Linked DNA regions of Sus scrofa: regions 1 and 2 are each linked to region 3. Evidence: chromatin contacts called from public Hi-C and HiChIP or PLAC-seq data. All regions are on one chromosome and are shown on one strand. Each heading gives the region's core, a stretch centred on a gene start, on an enhancer-like site or on the middle of the called end of the contact. The rest is flanking DNA. Distances are from core to core; before and after follow the strand shown. Region 1 holds the start of LOC100624329 (zinc finger X-chromosomal protein). Region 2 holds the start of EIF1AY (eukaryotic translation initiation factor 1A, Y-linked). Region 3 holds the start of LOC100624590 (ATP-dependent RNA helicase DDX3X).

Region 1 (2,700 bases), core at 67-2,566, 700 kb before region 3:
CCTCCCCCGCTCGCTCATATTTACATAGCGCAAAACGGCCCGGCAGGCCTACGGCCTTCACCTTACGCCTGCAGCCTTCGCCTATGTGCCAGGCCTCACCCCCGCTCGGTGCCCCAGGCCGGCAGCTACGCCAACCCGAGACCCCTTAGCCGCCTTTCAGGCCACCGGGCGACCCTCCCCCAACCCCCGCCCGTTTGTTGAGCTTGTCTCAGCCGCCGCTCGGGGCACCCGGGCTCCTCCCCAGGCCTAACTGCGGCCTCCTTGGGGCCTGCTCAGCGCCTCGCGCCACACCGCCCGGCCTACCGCGGAAAGGCTCCACGCAGGCCGCCCACCAGGCCGAGATCAGGCCACCCTGCTCGCACCAGGCCTCACGGCCGCGGCCGCACCCCAGACTCACCAGACCCGGGTGCGGGCGGTCAGCGACGGTGACGGGTGCTGCAAGCCGGCCTTTCTCTGGAGCGTTGGGCCGGGCTCCGGCTGGTGGGGCGGGCGGAGGGAGGGAGGAGGGGCCGAGCTCGGAGCTAACAAAAACGGCCCAGCTCCCCGGCACGGGCCTGCCGTCAGCACGTCACGTCACCACCCGGGAGAGAGACCCAGGAAAATCCGGAAGGGTAGATAGGTCCCCTCCTCTGCCCCGTGGATCCCGAGGCGCCTCGTGCCGAAAGCGCGCAGGGCCCGCCACCCAGAAGCCCACTGGCCTCGCTGCGGTGGGGTCTCCGGCGGCCCGAGTTACAACGTTCTTTTCCCCTCCTCCCCGCTCCCGCCCGCTGCCGCCGCTCACGCGCCACTGCCGCTACCTCGGTCGTAAAGTCCGCGCGGGGCCGCGTTCTGTCGATCCCGCAGAGAGGGAGGCGGTTTGCACCTGGTGGGTCTCCGCGCCGGGTCCTGACCAAGGTGCCTATTCGAGTTATTTGCAAGCCGTCAGAATTCTGCTTACAGTATATGTGTGTTCTGCATCCCTGCAGCTGCAGAAGAAATTTTAGTAACCCCCTCCGTACCTGCCTTCATTTAAAGAAGAAAGAAAAAAAAATCTGAAACAAAGTGAAAATAACCTTGCACTAGGATGCTGTGGGCGAGAGGAAAAGAAGAGTTATTTTACAACGAACTTTAATTTTTTTTTAAATAATGGAATCCTTAATTGTTTTGAACGTAATGGTGCAATACATTAAAGTGGTGGACAATGACTATTAGAGGTAGCTTGTGTTTGAGGATTTGGGAGCCCGCTGAAAGGTAAGTCTTGTGTACTTATTTCATAAATAATGATTTTTCTGCATATACAGATAGAATTGGGAATTTTTTTTTATTTTTTAGCAACTGCATAAACCGTTCTTTAAAAGTTAAAAAGGTCTAAGAGACAAAAAGGAAAATATATTTGATTAAACAGTTAACATAAGTTCCAAAAATACATTATTTTGTGCTTTCATTATTTTAAATTTCTATGCTATGCTCCATTCTGAACTTGGGATCCAAACTTCCTTTGAAAGATACTAGTTAAAAGGCAAAAAGTGGCTTTAAATCTACATTAATCTGGAAACTGACATGCTATACTTTCTCAGTATGACTAAGTAGTAAACGACAGTTTAAATTACAAAGAATACAAAAATTGTAGACCTAAGGAATTCACTAGTGGCTTGACAAGTTAAGGATCCCATGATTTTCACTGCTGTGGTTCAGGTTCCATCATTCCTACTAAAATTTCCACAAGCTGTGGACCTAGGCAAAATATAAAGAAGAGAGCAAGGGAGCAAGAGAACCAATACAATACTGGTATACAAATCTCTTTTTATGTAGAGGACAAATATATTTTAGTTTCCTATCATACACACTATCAGAACTCCCAGAATGTGTGTTCTTCCTTCATACACCTTAAAATCATGAAATGCTTTAGAAAAGGAAAGATAGGAGTTCCTATCGTGGCACAGTGGAACAATCTGACTAGGAACTCTGAGGTTGTAGGTTTGATCCCTGGCCTTGCTCAGGGGGTTGGGGATATGGCATTGCAGTGAGCTGAGGCGTGGTTAGAAGACTCAGCTCAGATGTGGTATTGCTGTGGCATAGGCCAGCGCTGTAGCTACAATTAGACCCCTAGCCTGGGAACCTCCATATGCTGGGAGTGCAGCCCTAAAAAGCCAAAAAATAAAATAATCAAATATAATGAGATTTTATTTTAAAAAGGAAAGATAAATGTATAGTAAAAATAACCTCTGAGAAGTCTCTTGATGAGAACTTCCTCTCAATTTTCAGCTTTTTTTTTCCTAGGTAACTAGATTTTTTTTTTCAGAAATCACAAAAGACAACATGTCTTTATAGAAAATTACAAAAGTCTGTGCTGGAATATATTTCACGAGGTGAATAAAACAAATACTTTTCAAGTAAAAAAGAACTAGCTTAAGCTCAAATATAATTAATGTAATTTCAAAATAAATGTTTAAATATTTTCTAAGGCCTTGTTTTATATTGTGCTCTACATTGAATGGGCCTGACATCACCCTTACAACTCTAGCACCATGTCAGTATTATTGTTAGATCTCCCATGATTACAAAATATGCTAGTAAGACCATCGTATAAGGCACTAGGAAAGAGTGGCCACATAATAAAAAGATATTTCCTCATTGCAAAGATGAGAAGTAGTTTAGATAGTGATGTTTTAAGAAGAGCCTCTGGAAATTGACAATACATAATATACAGTAGACACAGAA
Region 2 (2,700 bases), core at 189-2,688, 530 kb before region 3:
TGGGTTTTCCTCACCCTGAGGATGGGAAGTATGTGACCTCTTGATCCTTTGCCTAAACAGGCTGGGTCCCCCTGTCTTATTTTTTCTCTTTCTCTTTTGCTTTTTTTAAGGCCAAAATGTACGCATACGGAGGTTCCCAGCCAGGGGTCCAATTGGACCTACAGCAACAGTCCCAGCAACAGCCACAGTAACGCAGGATCTGAGCAGTGTCTGTATACACCACAGCTCAGAGCAATGCTGGATCCTTAATTCACTGAGCAAGGCTAGGGATTGAACCAACATCCTCATGGATCCTAGTTGGTTGGTTAACTGGTAAACCATGAAGGGAACTACCCTTCTCTGTCCCTTACTGTTTAAAGTGTTTACAGAGGAAAAAATCTGGTTATTTACCTTGTTCGTGATGTTACCTCAATCACAAAGTACAAGCAGGTGGCTGGTTATAGATACCTACTCTCAGCTCATCCATCTTCTGCCTCAGCTCTATCAATGTTAATTCATGAATGCTGTCTTAAAAGTCTCTAGAGTTATAACTTGGAGGACATGGTCACTAAGTTATATGATTAGGCTTGGATAACTGCTAGGTCACTTCATCAGGACTTTTTGAAAGCTTGTTGATTGAAAGAAAATTGAGACTTGCACAAGAAATTTGATAAAGATCTTATGACTATTATAATCAACATCAGATTTTTTTAAACAAACAAATTGTTATTCCTTCAGATATTGATTCCACCTTAGCAGATTTTAACTGTTTTTTAAAAGCCCTAAGTGGGAAGCTTCCCTTCTTTTATTAAGTGAAATCAGTCCTAGTTTTTGATAGAACCTAGTTTATGCATAGAACCAGGATACTAGAAAAGAGATTGTTAGCAAACATAAACATACTCTGTTTCAGAGTACTAAAACAGTTTAAGTAGTGGGACCTCTAATGATGCTCAAGAACTTTCTGTATCTGAAGTACTTCCATTTTGTTTAGGTCCTTTGAGATTAAACCCGGCCTTTCTTTACTAGTCCTCCACCCATATTCAACTATTAAGCAGAAATTTCTTGTAGAATCATTATCCTGCAATTTATTTCCACCAAAAAGTAGAGCGGTTAAGAGACATAAAAGTTAAGGAGTCAAGAAATTGTCAGGAGACAGCAGTTATTACAAAGCAGTCCACCGGTTTTCTACACAGGAGTTAGCTCCAACGGTTTTTAAACATGACAATCAGGCCCGTGCACTCTATCCGAAACTCCTTTTCTTTTGAACTCACAAGTCCTTAGTTGGAAGAAGCGCCAGTGTGTGTATTCCAATAAACGACAGGCTTTCCCAATACGCATGCGCAGTAGGGCGGTGAAAGACCGAGCTCCTCGCGGAGCCGGATTGGTAACGACAGACTGTCGTTAACTGTCGAGAAACCGTCTGGGCCGCCATGTTCTTGCGGGTAAACGTGCCAGCTTGGAACATTAGAGGAGTTTTGCGTTAGACGTTTGTAATTGCGCCCAACATTTCAGAGGAGTATTTACCTGCGCCACAAACACCTGAACGCATTGTTAAACTCAGAGCGGCCGCGGTTACCGGCATGCCTAAGAATAAAGGTAACGTTTTGGTTTCCCAGAACCACGGTTTTGCTTGCTGTGTCCCTTCCGCCTTCACTCGGCGGCAGTGACAGTTTATCCTTTCGGTGTTAGACTGGTCTCAGCTTGACTCTTTCTCGTGACGGCGGCTGGAAAGTTCAGCCGCCTTCTGTGTCCCTTTGGTTGCATTATAATGGAACTGACGCCAAATTTTTGAGAGCATCCGAGACAGAGTGTAGGCTTTGTTCCTCCTTTACGCCACATTTTAGAGAGGCTCATCACGAATCTGTGTGATTTACTCCCTGGGTCGCCTGGTATTGGCCTCTAAGTCTTCTCTTCCTGTGACTTTCTTGGAGAGTTTCTTAAAAGGTGATTCTAGCATTTGCGACCATTAAATATTCTTTCTTACTTTTTCTATGGATAATCCACTATTACTGAACATAATCCTTTATAAACGGTGCGTGAAACCTTGATACGTGTTTAAAGTAATCTGTATTGGTGTACTTTACTCACAAAGTAAGGAAAGTAAGCCCTTCACAAAGCTTTATATTCTTTGCTTGAAGACATGTTACGCATTTAGGAACGTTTTCAGCCTCTTTTCTTATAGATTATTGAACTAAAGACATCTACCTATCCTTGTTCTGAAACAAAGCGCCTACATATTATCATATGTCGGAATAATTTTACTTGGAATTTGGAAATTGTGCGGCCTAAGCTATGTAAAGAAGAACACCTGGACAATCATACCTTAAAGAAATTCTCCTTTTTTACAGACTTGAGTGTTTTTTCTTTTAATGTCTTTATATACCTCCAAGAAAATTGTAACTGCAAACAGGTAAACGTATCTCTAGGATACCACCACATTTCACAGTGTGCAGGAAACTCCGCTTTGATACTTTAGCATGGTTTGCTTGTGTCAGAACACAGGGTAATATTCCTTCTTTGCTGATGGTAGTATAAATAAATGTAGACAGAAGTATAAAGTGCTAGGTACATAATTTTTAACCCAGAACCTCTACTTCTGCAAATTTATCCTATGGAAGTTGTTTGTAGAATAATTTAAATTCAACATTTTAAAATAATACTAAAACATGAGAAGTAACCAAAATAAGGTGGTTAAATATACTCTATTAAAATGTTCATTTA
Region 3 (2,700 bases), core at 201-2,700:
TTTACATATTAGATATTTTATTATACATTATTTTCCTTCTATTTGTATTAGACTTAGGTCGTGTGAGGGAGAAACTGTGCATCTGTGCATTTAATTTATATCATCTGTCAATTTAATTTCAGAGTGGTAAAAGCGTTGACAAAATATTTGCCTTAAAAAATGTGTAACTTGGCTTATATCCAGAAATGGCAAAGCGGCAAAGCAACTTGTTCTAAACACATGTAAATGTTAACGTTTTGAATCTGAAAAAGCAGAATACTGTTTTGTGTGGTAAATGTTTTGAGACTGCAGCTTGTAGTTTGTTGAATCCCAGAAGTAGGCGATCCTAGTATTTAACCTCTGTCTTCACTGAGGAACGGATCTACACATAAGCTGTCCCTCACTTAAAACCAGGGACCAAGTAATCAACATATTTTCTCATTTGAGCGAACCACGGCACTAAATCGGAGTAAGGGACGTAGAAGACAGCCGCAAAAATAGACTCCTCCCAAGGCAGTGGCCCACTTCCCTGAATTGCCCACTCAGGCCGTGGCCTAAGTATAACAGCCTAGGTCCAACCACTTGAGTTTGTATCCCAGGCTGATTCCGCCAACAGTCCTGGGTCCATCGGGCCCTGGGAGTCGCCTGGGGTTTTTAAGAAGCAGCAGTTCCCAGTGGGTTAGCAGACAGAGACCACTAGGGAAAAACAAAGACTAAGGCAGCATGGGCGCCTAAAGTGTGGGGGAGGGGCGAAGCAATGTTCCCAGAGAGGCGCGTCATTCACTATATAATTTTTTCATTATTCCCTCACCACGTGACGCGACTGCAGGAGCTACAAGCGCACACTCGCCGTCAGGAAACCGGAGAGCACTCGAGTTTCTGGCCAAGTCCCCTCCGCTTCCCTTTCCCCCTCCCCCACCCCCGCTTTGCCCCTCTCATTCACCTTCCACAGAGTCCTTCAGACCACCTCTTCTTTCGCCTCTACCTTGAGACTATTCAAGTCACCATTGATAGCTCTACGAAATGGCCAACGCGGCCGACGCCTGGGGTCAAGTGACCCTCCATCTTCTCGGAATCAGGGCTTTTTGACTAGTTACGACTTTGCGGAAACTTCCCCAAAGGTGGGGGAGGGCGTGTTAGAACGTGACATTTTACAAAACTTCAAATTCTTCCAACTTAAAGAGAATGGGACGGAAGAGCGGTAGAGGAAGATAGGAAACTAGGAGGGCGGGGGAGATTGGGGGATATTCGCGATAAGGTTAAAACGTGCAAACTGGATGAAGGTGGGACTCTGCAAGTTTTTGCTAGCCCCCCCAACTTCCAAAACCCTGGAGTAGGGGGGGTTGAAAGAGAGCTCTCCCGAATTCTGAGAGCGTTTGGGGGAAGGGTCCCCCCAACATCAGAAGATCCCGCGAGATTATGACTAAACGAACGCTAGCTGGCGGGCAGAAGTAACGGTAGCCTTAAAGGGATCGGGGGGCGGGGGAGTTGAAAACGCTCGGGTTACGTGCTGACGTAACGCGGTCGAAGCGGGTATATTTCCGCCTGACCAACTGTATTTTGGCGAAGTGTAGGTCCGTTGCGTGGCGTTTAATATCTGGATGCGCTGCCGCTGAAGTGGGAAGTTTGGAGTTCTCGCTTCTCTTCAGGCATGAGTCATGTGGTGGTGGAAAATGCGCTTGGTCTGGACCAGCAGGTAAGCCGAAATGTTCCTGTCTAGTAGGCTGTCTGTACCGACCCTTTCTCTGGCTTAACGGGGCCTATGGCGGAGTACTAACTTGCCATCTTCACGTCTTATCCTGGGTTCCTTTGGTTCCGGTGGGTACACTGTGGGTAAACGAAAAGAGACATGCAGACCAGGTGGAGGTGGAGTGGGAAAACTTCCGTTGGTAGCACTAATTTGATCGTAGCTCTTTTCGGTAGGCTTATATCTAGCCAAAGTATTATATCGGGCCGCGTACAATGGCGTCTTTTGTGTGCTTGCGCCCTCTCGCAGGTGCGCCCACGTGCGAGTACCGCGACCATGTTTCGTCTCGACCGATTTGGGTCACACTGTATAGCACCGATTACAACCCCACAGGTGTCGTTGGTTTTACGCCAAAGGTGGACTGTGGCAGTGGAGTCGGGGCAGGGCCTCCTGGCCGGCTAATGGCGGCGGCCTCCTTTGTTCGGTCTGCATGGTTAGCTGTACTTGGGTGCTTTCACCGAACGCCTAACCGTTTATGTTCTAGGCCACCGGGTGCGTGCTGGCGATTTGATTATAGAAAGTGAAACTTTGTTTTCTTGTTTCTCTCGCGGGCCACCTGCCTCTGGGCTATCACTGTTCAGTGTTGCGCCTGACTAGGCCTTGTTACCAGAGTGGAAAGTTTTGTGACGCAGAAGAGCCGGAAAGGGATACTGGGGAGGAAAAGAATGGCCGCCGCTTGCTTCTCTCCACTCCTGTCTGCGTATAATGAAGTTGGACTTAGGCACGGAGACTCCTGGGAGGTTAGGAATCTGGAATTGCTTTATTTCCTATATTTAATTCAGAGAGTCATTGAATGGCCGTTAACCCGACCGTGCCGTTTTTTGGCGGTGTTACTCTGTGTTGTGTTTTTAAATTAAGCGTTTAACTTTGAAGTTGATCAGATGGAAAATAACCAGAAGAATCGGTGAGCAGCGCAGATTTGATTAGCTTGGTATTACTGATTTGGTTGTGTCTGAGACGAAAAATAGAAATAA

Evidence for each region. Hi-C and Micro-C count contacts between places; a contact is called where the count stands out from the background. HiChIP or PLAC-seq counts read pairs in DNA pulled down with a chosen protein or histone mark.
Region 1: a Hi-C map of liver shows a contact between it and region 3, with 10 times the contacts expected there. The contact joins the promoter of LOC100624329 here to the promoter of LOC100624590 in region 3. A contact is called at or near these places in 2 of 47 Hi-C or Micro-C datasets (heart right ventricle and liver) and 2 of 2 datasets of contacts at active chromatin or transcription factors (alveolar macrophages and skeletal muscle).
Region 2: an H3K27ac HiChIP or PLAC-seq map of alveolar macrophages shows a contact between it and region 3. The contact joins the promoter of EIF1AY here to the promoter of LOC100624590 in region 3. A contact is called at or near these places in 2 of 2 datasets of contacts at active chromatin or transcription factors (alveolar macrophages and skeletal muscle).

What each region holds. Positions count from the first base shown.
Region 1 is chrY:9,872,664-9,875,363 of Sscrofa11.1, reverse strand. It overlaps LOC100624329 (zinc finger X-chromosomal protein), which reads right to left and starts at 1,316. Exons shown (of 7, transcript XM_013991057.2): 1 at 798-1,316.
Region 2 is chrY:9,703,151-9,705,850 of Sscrofa11.1, reverse strand. It overlaps EIF1AY (eukaryotic translation initiation factor 1A, Y-linked), which reads left to right and starts at 1,438. Exons shown (of 7, transcript NM_001244349.1): 1 at 1,438-1,575. The coding sequence starts at 1,560.
Region 3 is chrY:9,169,378-9,172,077 of Sscrofa11.1, reverse strand. It overlaps LOC100624590 (ATP-dependent RNA helicase DDX3X), which reads left to right and starts at 1,450. Exons shown (of 17, transcript XM_013991065.2): 1 at 1,450-1,675. The coding sequence starts at 1,631.